Linked DNA regions of Sus scrofa: regions 2, 3, 4 and 5 are each linked to region 1. The links are chromatin contacts, called in public Hi-C maps. All regions are on one chromosome and are shown on one strand. Each heading gives the region's core, a stretch centred on a gene start, on an enhancer-like site or on the middle of the called end of the contact. The rest is flanking DNA. Distances are from core to core; before and after follow the strand shown.

What was found. Hi-C and Micro-C count contacts between places; a contact is called where the count stands out from the background.
Region 2: a contact with region 1 is called in a Hi-C map of liver, with 2.8 times the contacts expected there. The contact joins the promoter of MYO9B here to the promoter of OCEL1 in region 1. A contact is called at or near these places in 3 of 5 promoter capture datasets (fetal liver, fetal skeletal muscle and liver), 17 of 47 Hi-C or Micro-C datasets (adipose tissue, alveolar macrophages, blood and 9 more) and 2 of 2 datasets of contacts at active chromatin or transcription factors (alveolar macrophages and skeletal muscle).
Region 3: a contact with region 1 is called in a Hi-C map of liver, with 3 times the contacts expected there. The contact joins the promoter of GTPBP3 here to the promoter of OCEL1 in region 1. A contact is called at or near these places in 3 of 47 Hi-C or Micro-C datasets (heart right ventricle, liver and skeletal muscle) and 1 of 2 datasets of contacts at active chromatin or transcription factors (alveolar macrophages).
Region 4: a contact with region 1 is called in a Hi-C map of skeletal muscle, with 7 times the contacts expected there. The contact joins the enhancer-like site here to the promoter of OCEL1 in region 1. A contact is called at or near these places in 4 of 47 Hi-C or Micro-C datasets (heart right ventricle, liver and skeletal muscle) and 1 of 2 datasets of contacts at active chromatin or transcription factors (alveolar macrophages).
Region 5: a Hi-C map of liver shows a contact between it and region 1, with 7 times the contacts expected there. The contact joins the promoter of DDA1 here to the promoter of OCEL1 in region 1. A contact is called at or near these places in 6 of 47 Hi-C or Micro-C datasets (embryonic fibroblasts, fetal liver, heart right ventricle and 2 more) and 1 of 2 datasets of contacts at active chromatin or transcription factors (alveolar macrophages).

What each region holds. Positions count from the first base shown.
Region 1 is chr2:60,443,732-60,446,346 of Sscrofa11.1, forward strand. OCEL1 (occludin/ELL domain-containing protein 1) reads right to left here and starts at 1,285. Exons shown (of 6, transcript XM_003123490.4): 1 at 1,163-1,285; 2 at 645-821; 3 at 328-515. The coding sequence starts at 1,231.
Region 2 is chr2:60,566,149-60,568,763 of Sscrofa11.1, forward strand. It overlaps MYO9B (unconventional myosin-IXb), which reads right to left and starts at 1,331. Exons shown (of 42, transcript XM_021083575.1): 1 at 1,229-1,331. HAUS8 (HAUS augmin-like complex subunit 8) reads left to right here and starts at 1,427. Exons shown (of 11, transcript XM_021083576.1): 1 at 1,427-1,695. The coding sequence starts at 1,667.
Region 3 is chr2:60,354,094-60,356,708 of Sscrofa11.1, forward strand. GTPBP3 (tRNA modification GTPase GTPBP3, mitochondrial) reads right to left here and starts at 1,310. Exons shown (of 8, transcript XM_021083561.1): 1 at 1,159-1,310; 2 at 566-819; 3 at 73-455. The coding sequence starts at 1,211.
Region 4 is chr2:60,516,408-60,519,022 of Sscrofa11.1, forward strand. All of the region lies in intron 3 of MYO9B (unconventional myosin-IXb), which reads right to left. Among named protein-coding and RNA genes, the nearest start is that of MYO9B, 50 kb to the right of the region's middle. Within about 2 kb of position 1,309, at least 35 of the 83 cell types and tissues checked have an H3K27ac peak or open chromatin away from gene starts, as enhancers often do. A contact at or near this core is called in alveolar macrophages and skeletal muscle, where this site is marked.
Region 5 is chr2:60,375,682-60,378,296 of Sscrofa11.1, forward strand. It overlaps DDA1 (DET1- and DDB1-associated protein 1), which reads right to left and starts at 1,305. Exons shown (of 5, transcript XM_021083567.1): 1 at 1,152-1,305. The coding sequence starts at 1,154. It overlaps MRPL34 (39S ribosomal protein L34, mitochondrial), which reads right to left. Exons shown (of 2, transcript XM_021083568.1): 2 at 2,223-2,615.

The DNA.
Region 1 (2,615 bases), core at 35-2,534:
AAAAAAAAAAAAAAGTAATATCACTACTATCCATGAGGACATGGGTTCCATTCCTGACCTTGCTCAGTGGGTTAAGGATCCCGAGTAGCTGCAAGCTGCTGCATAGGTCGCAGATGCGGCTCGGATCTGGCATTGCTGTGCCTGTGGTGTAGGCTGGCAGCTGCAGCTCCGATTTGACCCCTAGCCTGGGATCTTCCATATGCTGCTGGTGCAGCCCTAAAAAAGAAAACGAACTAACAAACAACAACAAAAAAAACAACCACCCTCCCCAACCTCAGTACTCCTTCCCTGTTCCCAGGCATCAGGAACCACAGCAGAGACACTCACAGCTCATAGTCAGGAACTGGGTGGAGCCTAGGCATTTGTTCCTTGGGGACGGCTCTAATAGACTTCTTGGTGCCCAGGGGCAGCTCATCCTCAAATACAATCTTCCTGGGCCTTGTTCTGTGTGCTCCGGGCTGGGGCTGGCACAGAGGGCGAGGCGCGCTGGGTTTGAGGCTTCCAGGCACCGGTCGCTGAAGACGCCGCAGGAATCACGATTTGGAGTTAATGAGGGTATCGGGAAGCTGAGATCCCTTAAACAGGGGGGAATGAATCCTTATGCCTAGGTCCAGCCTGTGGGCTCGCCTCCCATTCAGACTCACCGGGGGACCAGGGCCAGGCGGGTGGGTCTGCAGGTTTCCCCGGGAGCCGCAGGTGTGGAGGGGCTCCCGAGTGGGCATCGGCTTCCGGGCGGCGCCGCTCGGGCGCCCCCGGGCCGGTGAGTGGGTCCTTCGGGGAGAGTCGTGGCTCCCGCGTGGCGGGGGCGGTCGACGCGCGGCCTGTGGACACGGAAGAGGACGCGCATGGAGGACCGTGAAATAGCAAGGACAGACAGGAGGTGGATCTTGGCGCACCAAACTCTCCATCCGCTAGCACGTTCTCCAGCTCCGCCCTCATTTGCATAAACCCCCTCCGCCGAGTGCGTAACCCGGAAGAGCGCTATGCAAATGATCCGTTACGTCACCGCCCAGCCCAGGTTTGGCTCTATTAACCCCGGCGCTGCCATTGCCATAACCTCTCCCGCAGGAGTGTGCGAAGCTCAAGGACCTCGCGCGGAACAAAACCTTCGGGATCTCCGGCCCGACTGCAGGCTGTAGGAACTACTCCCTCCCCTGGTCACCTGTCCCAGTGTCCGGGGCTCCGAGTCTGGGTCCGCTCCCGAACAGGCGCTAGAGTCCGTGTTGTGCATTAACTACCGGCTGGACTGAACTGGCTCGGTTGATCAGCAGGGCGGGGGCGGGGCCTGGCGGTACAGGGTGTGGCTGGCGGTGAGGGGGCGGGGCCTGTCGAACGGGGACGTTGACCCACACCCTTGAAACTCAGGTTCAAGTCCAACGGAGACCACTGCCTGCTGTGTATTTGGGGCCAGACTCCCTCTCTCTGACCTCCAGTTTATTTGTCTGAAAAACTGGTGGTTTTGGAGAATTTGCAATTATCTATTTACTCAGTGATTATATTTTAAAACTATTTCTTTAAATAATCACTGGAAGCTTGCATAGAAAATTTAAATAGGGGAGTTCCCATTGTGGCTCAGTGGCTTAAGAATCCGACTAGTATTCTTGAGAATATGGGTTCGATCCCTGGCCATGCTCAGGGGGTTAAAGCTCTGGTGTCGCCGTGAGCTACGGTGTTAGGTACAGGAGGCGCCTCCCGTCCTGCATTGCTGTGGCTGTGGTGTAGGCCAGCAGCTGCAACTACCAATTCGACCTCTAGCCTGGGAACTTCCATATGCTGAGGGTGTGTACCTAAAAAGACAAAAAAGATAAGAAAATTCAAGTAGAAAAGATGCTTAGGGCAAAGCGAATTTCTCACCCATCTTAATTTTTTTTGTCTTTTCAGGGCTGCATCCGTGGCATATGGCAGTTCTCAGGCTAGGGGTTGAATCCTAGCTGAAGCTGCTGGCCTACACCACAGCCACAGCAACACCAGGTCCAAGCCTCATCTGTAACCTACACCACAGCTTGTGGCAACACCAGATCCCTAACCCACTGAGCAATGCCACGGATGGAACCCACGTCGTCATGGATACTAGTCAGGTTCATTATCGCTGAATCACAAAGGGAACTACTCTCACCCATCTTTATCCCTTGAGGCAGCAGTTAATAGTGTCTCCTTCTGGATATATCTTAATTCAGTAACAAATAAATGTTCCTCACTACTACAGACAATATGTAGAAAGAATATTTCAGTGCACATTTCTTTGGCCAATTATGGAAGATTGTGTAGGATAAATGCCTAGAAGTGAAATTGCCTGGGCAAAGGGACCTGGGTATTATAATTTGGAAAGATATTGTATCCCTGGCCTTATTCAGCGTGTTAAGGATCTGATGTTGCCATGAGCTGTGCTGTAGATCACAGACGTGGCTTGGATCTGGCATTGCTATGGTGTGGTGTAGTCCAGCAGCTACAGCTCTGCTTCAACCCCTAGCCTGGTAACTTCCATCAAAAAAAAGAAAGAAAGAAAGAAAGAAAATACTGTCAAGTGGCTCTTCAGTGAGGCTGTGCTACTGATGTTCTAATCAGCTGGTTTTCCCACAATCTTTGCAAACCAAATGGTATCACAGTTTCCTGTA
Region 2 (2,615 bases), core at 81-2,580, 120 kb after region 1:
AGGAAGAAAGGAGCGGGTACCCACCAAGTGTAAGGCACAATCTTCCCACCAGCTCCCACCTCAGACAAAGAGGTACAGGAGAGGCTTTCCCTTAAAGACCCCTGGCCTACAGGGCGCCTGCTGGCTGCTATGCCTCTCCCAGGCTGAGCAAGCTCAGAGCCGCTGGGGGACAGATTTCCTGTATGTCGTTTTACCCATTTAAGTCCAAGGATGCAACTCGGAGGAGGTGGTGACAGCTTAGCACATGCGGGTTCTGTGCACACCCACCCCCCTCCCCGCTGAAACCCAGTTCCGGTCCCATAGCGGGCCCAATAGCACCTTCCTTGCTCTCTAGAACCCCCGGGCTCTGGCCAGCCCTGTCTTAGGAGGAGAGTGTTGGGTTTTCAAGTCCTGAATACCACCCAGAAGGCGCTGGGACTAGCCTGGCTCACCCAGCAGTTGGGGGCAAAGTCAGGAATAAGATGAATCAAGAGGGGGACAGGAAGGCCCTCGAATCTCCATGGGCTGCACCCCAACATCGGAACCGGGCCACTTTAGTCCTTTCATTTCCTTTAGTCTTTTCCTTCCTCCCCTCCTCCCCAGGCGCTCCCTGGACCGGACCTCAGCTGTTTCTTGCCTTGACTTCTACCCCCGCTTCTGCCTCTCCTCCCCTCCCCCATTTCTCCTCTTACCAATTCGGCCAGCCACCGTACCACTGGGTTCAGAACCCCTCGCGTTTATTGAGCAACCACTGAGTCCTAGGCACTGCCCTCCCTCAGGCACTATTCCTCTACCTCTTCAACCGCAGGAAGACGCCCCCAGGCCGTCCTGCACCCCTTCCCTCCCAATCGCACCCCGACTGTTCCCCCAGCGGCCTCGCTCCTCTCAACCCCCAGCTTGGGCCTCTCAACCCCGCCTCTTTGCCTCTCCCCCTCCCAGCCCCATTTCCTGCGACCCTCCAACTACCACTTAAGCCACGTCCTCCACAGAGAAGCTGCTCAAAGCCACAAGATCTGCCTCCACACCCGCCCAAAAACTCCTTCACCAGACTCATCACATCAACTTTCCTTCATCCTCCCATTCCCACTCCGTCTCCTGCAAACCCTCCGCGACACCCACGCTCGTTCCCGCCCCCTAGACCCCTGCCTTCGCGCCCCCCCAATAACCCTCAGATCCGTCCCTCCACAAGGCAGCCCGCCGATGAGAGCTTCAAGATCGAACACTCAACCCGCGGCCGCCCGGCACTCACCTGGGCCTCGGCCGCCGCGCGCCGCCGGTCCCGGGCCGGATCCCCGCCCGGCAGCCAGCCCGCTGCTCCTCGGGCCGCTCCGCCCCGCCGCGCCCGCGGCTCCCCCGCGCGCTCCCGCTTCCGGGTTCCGGAGGGGCGGGGTCCGGGGGGCGTGACGCCAGCGCGCTAGGGGGCGGGGACCCCTAAACCACGCCCATCACTTCCGACCCGGCCCCTGCCACCGGCCCATGCCACCGCCCCCTGCCACTGGTGGGCGAAACCAAGTGTGAGGGGAAGGCAGAGAGGCGCACGCGGAGGAGTCGCCCGCTCTGCCTACAGCCACACTCATCACGGCCCGCGGCAACCCCTCCTGAGGCGTCTCAATGTGGCCTGGTCGAGGTGGGGGCGGGGGCGCGGGCGCGGACTTGAAGAGCAGGCCTTTGAGTTGAAGGCGGGAAAATGGCGGATACCTCGGGGCGTGGCGCTGGGTGAGTTGAGATGCTGCGGGTCTGGATTTGTGGGTGCCAGTGGAGGGCCATGGTCGAGCGCTAGGGACAGAAGGGCAGCAGAGTTGGGGAGCGAGGGTCCTCGGGGAGAGTCCGGATCTGACCCGTCCGAGAACCATGGAGGATGCGTAGGTTCTGGGAGGTGGGATGCAGCCCATGCGCATGCCCTGCAGCGTGGGCTCAGGACCAGAGGTTGAGTTCGAGTCCCTGGTCAAGCCTGCTAGATCCTGGGTCATCTCTGGCGAGTGGCTTAAACTTCTTTGCCTCGCTTTCCTCCGCGGGCTGATGACGCTACCGCTCAACCTTGTAGGCTTAGTGGGTGGTTTCAAAGCGTTTAAAACAGTGACTGGACCCTAAAAGTGGTCCTTTGTTATTACAATTATCATTTTGCAGTGGACAAAGGAGATGATGGAGTTTTAGGGAGGGAAGGTCATTTGCTCAGGCCCACACAGCAAGAGCAAGGGTTAGGGTTAGGTAACATTTCCCTGGTGCCAGGCATGATTCCTGGGCTGTGTTTATTTGTTCATTCCACAATGTCTTTTGTGCCTGTGTGAATTAAAATTGAGTAGGCCATGTGAAATCACTTTTGTTTCCTCCACCTGATCTCGGAGAGACAGGAGTGACTAATGACTTGAAGTTAGATCTTAACTGCTCAGGAATTGAACTTGGGCAGCCTGGGTGAAAATCAGGAATCCTAGCCCCTAGACCAGCTGGATGCTAGAAGCAAAATCGCCCTAATTCTTGAATCGATTGAAAGCAAGAATATTTCAAGGAGGCAAAGCCTGAAAAAACAGGCACAAAGTTTATATGACCTGTATAAACCTACAGTCCTTGTCTGGAAAATGAAGATAAAGCAGGTCAACTGTTAGGTATTTTTAGGGTTGGGAGGATTCCAAGGAAGG
Region 3 (2,615 bases), core at 60-2,559, 90 kb before region 1:
GTGCCCGACTGGGCTCACAGGAAGCTCTCATGCAGGTTAGACAGGCAAGTGATGAGCAAATGGTGTACTTGCCCTAGTGAGGGTCTCTGCCCAGCCTTGGCAGAGGTGGCCCAGCTCCCCGTCCAGCTGCCTCAAGGCCTGCCGCCGCTGCGCCTCAGTTTCTGCATGGATCAGATCTGCCAGCCCCTCTACCTCAGTCAGGCTCAGCTTCCCATGGGCGAATGCCCTCCTGGTGAACTCGCCTGCCTCTGCTGGCCGCAGCCCTGGCACACTGCCTGCAGGAAGGTTCAGGGTCCTAAGCCCCTTTTGGTTCCTATCCAGGCCCACTGGTATATAGCCACACCTTAAACCCAAGGCTGCAGACTCACCCAGGGCCTGCAGGACACCACTCACCACAGCTGGGCCTCCATGCACATGGAACTCCGCGCAATCCTCACCGGTGAAACTCTGGGGACCTAGTATGGTGAGGAGATAGGTGTCAGGAGGATACCACCTGGGTAAAAGTCCGGAAGGAGGAAGTTGGGTCATAGAAGCTATATGAGGTTGCAGATCTGAAGTCCCTCACCTGGAAACCAAAGCACCAGCGCGCGGTCCAAAGGCTCCCCAGAGCAGGGGTCGCTGAGGAGGCGCAGGCAGGCTTTGCGGGCCGGGGGTAAGTCCCGGGGCGCCGTAAGGCTCCGGAGGGCGTGCCCGCTGGCTGGGCCGCTGGTTCTAATGACAGCGATGCCGCAGCGGCCTTGGCCAGAGCTCAGTGCGAAGATAGTGGACCCGGGACCCAGGGCCGGGGCGCCACTGCTCTGGCGCGGGCACGGCCTGGAACTGGAAGAGGAGGAGAGTCAGTGTTCTGAGAAACTCTGCCGCCAGAGTGGCAGGTGGATCGAAGGCTAGATGGTCAGGAGATGCCCCAAGTGTAAGTTCTGCGGCCGGGGGGATGAAAAGATTGGAAGGTTTGAGGCCGTAAGATGACTGAATAGAGATGTCTGAGAGAAGTTGATCCACATGTGGGCTCTGCGGCAGGGGGATGGACAGAGCCTTGGAAGAAGACCAAAAATACGGCTCTGCCAAAGGGAACTGGACCTCCAGATCCTAGGGAGAGGATCTGGGCCCCAAGCAGCGCCCTACGCCGTCACACCCCCTCCCCCAAGTGAGAAGCCCCACCTGAGAGGCCCACGTGCCGCCCGGGCTACCAGGGTCCATAGTACCCGCCACATGGATTCACAATCAGCGACCAGCCTTGGCAGCGCCCAGCCGGGGCTAGCCCCGCCCACCTCGCGGCGTGATCCGTAAAGGGCTCAACAATTCTCGGTTACCATTGGGCCCCGTAGAAGACGTACCGCCCACCCACTGAAGATCTTAGCTTCTATTGGCTGATTCCAGGAAAGGACAGGGTGCTAGCACTCCGGGTGCAGCTAAATGGTGTTCCCCCTGCAACATTAGACAGAATTTTTGGGATCCTAGAGCAGCAGGGATCTGAGATACCGGAAAAGAGGGTGGGGGTAAGAACAGGGCTTGGCTTAGGGCGGTGGGAATTATGGAGAAGAAAGGATTTGAGTCCCGTTTGGCCACTACATAGCCTTAGGCGAAGCAAGAGCATCTCAGTGACCGGGAGAGAATTCCGGGGAACCTATGCACTGACCCTGGGAAAATCTTGTCCATACTTCTGGGAAGATTTCTAGTTTTCTCGGAACTCTACAGTTCTCACCCCTCCCTAGATTTCCTCCCGCTGTCTCCATGGCCTCGTATACCCTTCTTCCTCTGACAAGCTCAGCCTCAGTGCCTAGCTCCAAGGTCCCCTTTGCCAGGAAGCTTCCCTAGAACCCCCAGCACAGTCCTCTCGCCCCTCTGGGCTACTCTGGCCCAGGTCTGCTGCTGCAGAGTTGAGTGTTCGGTTGGTCTATGGCTCCCCGAAAGCCAGAGGGGAGTCTCAGAGATTACTTTCAGGTTAACCCAGGACAGCGGCGGCTGATGGAATAAAGCGCAGATGGTGGAATTCCAGGCACCGGACGGGTGGGATCTCAGCAGGACGCTTTCGCACGACTAATTCTCTGGTTCTAGGACGGAGCGGGAGGGCGGCGCTCATATACTTTGGGAAGACGAACAGGATACAGGTCTAAAGACCCCATGCCTCGCTCTGCTCAATTTTTTCATTTGTAAAGAAGGGCAAACGATGACATTCGCCGTCTCCGAGTTCTGTCTGTCGAAAGTATACATCAAGTGCCTACTGTGTGAGAACAGAATTTGCCTGGGACTCTGCGCGCGCTGGCTTTTCAGTCTAATGGAGGAGGCCATTCAGGGTGGTCGGGAGGTCCAAGTGACAGGCAAAATACAGGGCACTCAGTTAAATGTGAATTTCAGATAAACAATGAGTAACGTTTTAGTGTAACTATATCCCATGCAATACTTGGGACATACTGAAAATTTATTCATTTATCCGAAATTCACATTTAACTAGGAGGACTGTAATATTATTATTGTTGTTGTTGCTTTTTAGGGCCGCACCCGCGGCATATGGAGATTCCTGGGCTAGGTGTCGAATCGGAGTTACAGCTGCCAGGCTATGCCACACCCACAGCAACGCCAGATCCAAGCCACCTCTGCGACCTACATCACAGCTC
Region 4 (2,615 bases), core at 59-2,558, 73 kb after region 1:
GGGGTGCGGTGTCTCCACATGGCCTTATGGAGACAGAACCCAGACTTGAGCCCACACTCCCTCTTCTTCACCAGGACCTGGTGTGACTGAGATACTGGCCAGCTGCTGGGGGCTGGGCCTCAGTCTGCCCTGCTCTCCCAAGTGTCTGGGGAACCTGGTGCAGGGTTCCCGGCCTCAGCACAGCTGCTACTTGGGGTCGGATCAATCTCTGGGGAGGGGCCGTTCTTGGCACTGCAGGGTTTTGAGCAGCATCCCTGGCCTCAACCCACCAGATGCCAGTGGCATCTTTGACAACCCCAAATGTCCCCAGTGATAGCCAAATTGCCAGGCTTGAGAAGCTCTGCTAATGTACAGACAGGGGTAAGAGGGATTTGCAGGGTTGGGTGGTCTTGGGCCCCCTCCTATAATGAGGGCCCCCATGTGAGTTGCAGGCGCTGAGGGGTACCCTGGGGGAAGAAAACTGTCTTTCCAGGTTTCCTTTTTCTTTTTATGGCCGTACCTGTGGCATATGGAAGTTCCTGGGCTAGGGGTTGAATTGGAGCTGCAGCTGAGGCCTACACCACAGCCACAGCAAGGCCAGATCCCAGCCATATCTGCAACCTACGCTGCAGCATGAGGCAACACTAGATCCTTAACCCACTGAGCCACAACGGGAACTCCTTTCAGGTTTAATCTCCTACTTTTGCTAGTTTTAGCTTCTGGGGTGAAGCTAGCTTCTGGCTCTTGAGCTGCTGCACTGGGAAAAGCAGACAGCAGATCTGTCTCCTCCTTTCCTTCCAGATCCTGCAGGGTGATGGCTGAGCTGAGGGCAGGACTGCTCTGTGATAAAAGGAGCACCCACAAACGAGCATGTGAAGTCCTGGCTGTCCTAACTACAAACAGATGGTGAAGGGACGTCCCACCCAATGCGGGCTCTCTCCAGGGGCCAGTGCTCAGTCCCTGAAGTGCCTGGGGTTCCAGGCCTGCCGTGGAGACACCCCAGAAATGCATGTTCACATCCGGAAGAACCATAGCGGTTCCTTCCGAATTCAGGACAAGCCGCTGTGGCGATTTCTAAAGCAATAGCCTGGCCTGGGATCCTGGGGACAAGAGGGAATGTCTTTGGGATGTGAGAGCCCACCAGCTCTCTGGTTCTGCGATTACCAGCGCGGGGGCCCAGTGACCTCATGCGTCTGGTATGCGGTCTCCACACACTGAGACTTTTCAAAGCTGATCTAAAAATATCCGGTTGGTGCTATTATACGTCCGTCCGTCGGAGGAGAGGAAATGCTGGCCTGGCGCTTGAAGCGAAGCGAGGAGAGCTATTGTGTAGCCAGGGGTGTGTGTGGCCTCCAAGCTCCAGGGTGGCTGGTGTGGCTGGTGGGTCATGTGGAGCTGAGGATGGATGGGAGAGGAGGAAGTGGGACACCGGTGCCAGCAGCGGTGTGATGTGATCTGGCACTGGGGCGGGGAGGCCACGTGCTCGTGCTGTCTTCTCATCACACACAGAAAAGCCACAGCCCTGGCAAAGTGTTATTTGGGAAGGGCCTCTGGCTTGCTCAGAAATGTTCCTCCCGCCTTTTTTTTTTTTTTTTTTTTTTTAATATAAAAGACATGTTTCTAATACAAGTTACATGCTTTGGAAAAAAAGATACAGAGCCACACTACAAGTTTACCCAGCAAAAGGAAAAAACCATAAAGAGATGACCCTATAATTCACCTCCGCCCCCAGTTAGGGTTTCTAGGTAAAATGAACAAAGAAGCACTTTCCTCTTCTGATACCCCCCAGGTGGCTCCCCCACTCTGCCAAAGATGCCAAGAGCACTGAGGGATGTCTGACTCTCTTCCAATTGCCTCTGCCTTTGAGGTTCTTTTGGGAGACTGAAAAAAGTTTTTTCTGGAGTTACCGTCCTGACTCAGCGGAAACAAATCTGACTATTACCCATGAAGATGCAGGTTCGATCCCTGGCATTGCTTAGTGGGTCAGCGATCTGGCATTGCCATCAGCTGTGTCTTAGGTTGCAGACGTGGCTTGGATCTGGCGTTGCTGTAACAGCTCCGATTCTACCCCTAGCCTGGGAACTTCCACATGCCGCAGGTGCAGCCCTAAAAAGACACACACACAAAAAGTTCTTTCTTTTACCTTTTAAAATTTTCTTGGCCACACCCGTGGCCTGCAAAAGTTCCCTGACCAGAGACTGAACCTGTGACACAGGAGTGACAACCCCAGGTCTTTTTTGTTTGTTTGTCTTTTTAGGGCCACACCCGCAGTATATGGAGGTTCCCAGGCTAGGGGTAGAATCGGAGCTGTAGCCACCGGCCTACGCCACAGCCACAGCAACGCCAGATCCGAGCCACATCTGCGATCTACACCATAGCTCACAGCAATGCCGGGTCCTTAACCCACTGAGCCAGGCCAGGGATTGAACCCTCAACCTCATGGTTCCTAGTTGTATTTGTTTCCTTTGTGCCACGATGGGAACTCCAACACCAGGTCTTTAACCTGCTGAGCCAACAGGGAACTCCCTGCAAAAGATTTTTTTTTTCCTTTTATTTTTAGGGCCACAGCTGCAGCATATGGAAGTTCTCAGGCTAGGTAGGGATCGAATCAGAGCTGTGGCTGTGGGCCTACACCA
Region 5 (2,615 bases), core at 55-2,554, 68 kb before region 1:
ATTCATTCTGGAGGCAGAGCCAACAAAACCCACTATGGTCTGGGCGTGGGCAATGAGGCTGCAGCAAGGAATCAAGGACAACACCCAGGCTTGGGGATCCACGTGCTAGGAATGCACTTATCAGTTTCCTATACCCTTTGTGACAAGAAGTCTTCTTTTGCCCATCCCCCACCACACCCCAAGGACTGTGGCTTGTGGGCTGGGACCCTGAGTCCAGGACCAATGGGATTTGACTTGCCCTGACAAAAGCTTTCATTACCCCTGTCAGCCCTGAAGATGTCAAGTAGTGTGGGGAACGGAGGGGGCTTCAACCCAACTCTGAGGCTGTGTCACACTTCACAGGTGGAGACAGGAAACCCCAAAGAACCATCAGACCCAAATCCCAGGATGAGTGAGCGGCCCAGGGGGGATTTTAACCTCCCAACCACGAGCTGGCATTAACCCAACTTCAAGATGAGGAGACAGCTGAGAGGGGATGTCAACATCCCTGAGTAACCCAGCTCATCTGTTGAGCGTTCACCATCCCAAGCTCTTTAAGACGTCAGTTCCCTAAATTATCGCAATCGTATGAGGTCTGAACTATTGCTACCCCCATTTAACAGAGGTAGGGCCTGGTGATTGGAGAGACGAAGTTACTCCCTCTTAGAGCTGGTCAGGGCAGAAATCTGGAGGTGGGGTCGGGGGACTGGGGCAGTTTGCGATGTCGCACTTCCTTTGGCGACAAAGCCCCGCACGTCAAGGCATCAAGCCCCTTCCCCGCCCCGACGCTCAGGCCGGCCTCCTAAGCCCTCTCAAACTGGAAAAGCCCAGGCCTACCGCGCGGAGAACGGGACCTGAGATGGGGGTCTTGGGGGACCCCATACCCACCCCTAGGCTATTTCCGGGGGGACCGCGACCCGGAAATGAATGACTTGTCAGGGCCTGAAAGCTTAGGTGGGTCAGGGGTCGGAGATGGAGCCAGGGCGAGGTCAGCAGGAAGCTCGCAGCAGGGGTCTAGGGGTCGAAGGGCACGGGTCAAAGGGAGGGGCGGGCCGGGCTAGAGGGGGCCAGGCAGGACGGTGAGGGGCCAGGGGGATTACTGGGGGTGGGTGGGCCCGCGGCGCCATTTTGTCAAGAGAAGGGGGGAGTACGGCCCCGGCAGCCACCCTCACCATCTTCTGTTTCCTCCGTCGCCTCCTCAGCCACCGTCTCTGCTGCCGCCGCCGCCACCACAGCCGCCTTCTTAGCCGCCGCCGCACAGTAACTTCCAGCCACCGCACAGCCCACACTGATGGTGTGGCCGCCCGTCCGTCATTGGTCCGCCCTCTAGCCCCGCCTCTAGGCTATAAGGTCTTTGCGCGCTCCCATTGGCCTGATCTAACTAAGTCACGCGCCCATTGGACGTCACGCCTCCTCCCTTCGTGGTCAAGTTCGGTTGAGGGAGCAAAACCCCGCCCGGGAATTGCAAGAGAGGGGCAGCGAACTCCGGAAGTGGGCGGAGGCTGCCCCCAAAGCCTCTTGGAATTTGTAGTCTGCGGCACCTGGAGGTCCCGGAGGTGGGGACCCACCATGACACTCTCAGCCTCCTCCCCAGGGTCCCAATCTTAGGTTTCAGCATATCTAAGCTATTCCACACTAGCTGCTTGAATTATCTTTGAACTGACAACCCAGACTCTTCTTCGAACACTTCCCGTGACTCCTCATTACCCCAAGGGTTCAGTCCCACCTCCTCGGCCCCATATCCTGGGCCCCTCCAGCCAAATTCGTCCACCTTTTATGCTGACCCCTCTCTAGTCCCTCCTTCCTTCGGCCCTCCCACACCCTGCCATCTCTTCCTGGAAGCCTTCCCTGTGTTCTTCCCAATGCCAAGTCGGGTGCTTCCTCATGGCCCCATAGCCCTCACCACCCTCTTACCAGCCCTGACTCCACTATGTCCAAACTGCCTGCGTACGAATCTACCTCCCAACTCCTCACCAGCCTGACAGCCTGGACAGAACAAGGATTTATTGAGGAAGTACTCCTCAGGTTACTAAGGGGAAGTTAGTATTATTACTCCAGCAACAACACAGCAAGGGAGAAACGAGCACCTGATTTTGTAGAAGCCAGATAAGCCTCAGAGAGTTAAGGTCTTGCTCAAAGTCACATAGCCCATCCCCAAGGGGCAGGTGGTTGGGTTCATATCCCTCCCAACTCTCCACAAGCCTTCCTAGAACCGTGGGAATCACGACATTTTACAACACAAGTGAAAATGTGAACATTTATTAGACTTTCAATGACTAAAAGAACTGATAACTTTTTTTCAGCTGTGAAAAGTTTTGTGAATATGTATTAAAGAGCCCTTATCTTGAAGAGGTGCCTTCTGAAATATTTACAGAATAATCTGACGCCTGAGATTTGCATCTCAGGAGGGGGCAGGATGGGTTGTGGGTAATTGGTCACTAGACTGTTGCGTTAAGTTCGAAATTCTTCCTAATTCAAAAGCGTAAAAAAGCACCGGGCAAGGTCTGACTTCCACTCCTTTTTCCAGTATAATACCAGATTTCTTCCCCTGGGCCAATGTGAGGGATATTCATGTCCGTCCGAATCCCAGTCGTCCTGCTCTCCAGCTCTCCACAAAAACAGCCACAGGCTAAGCG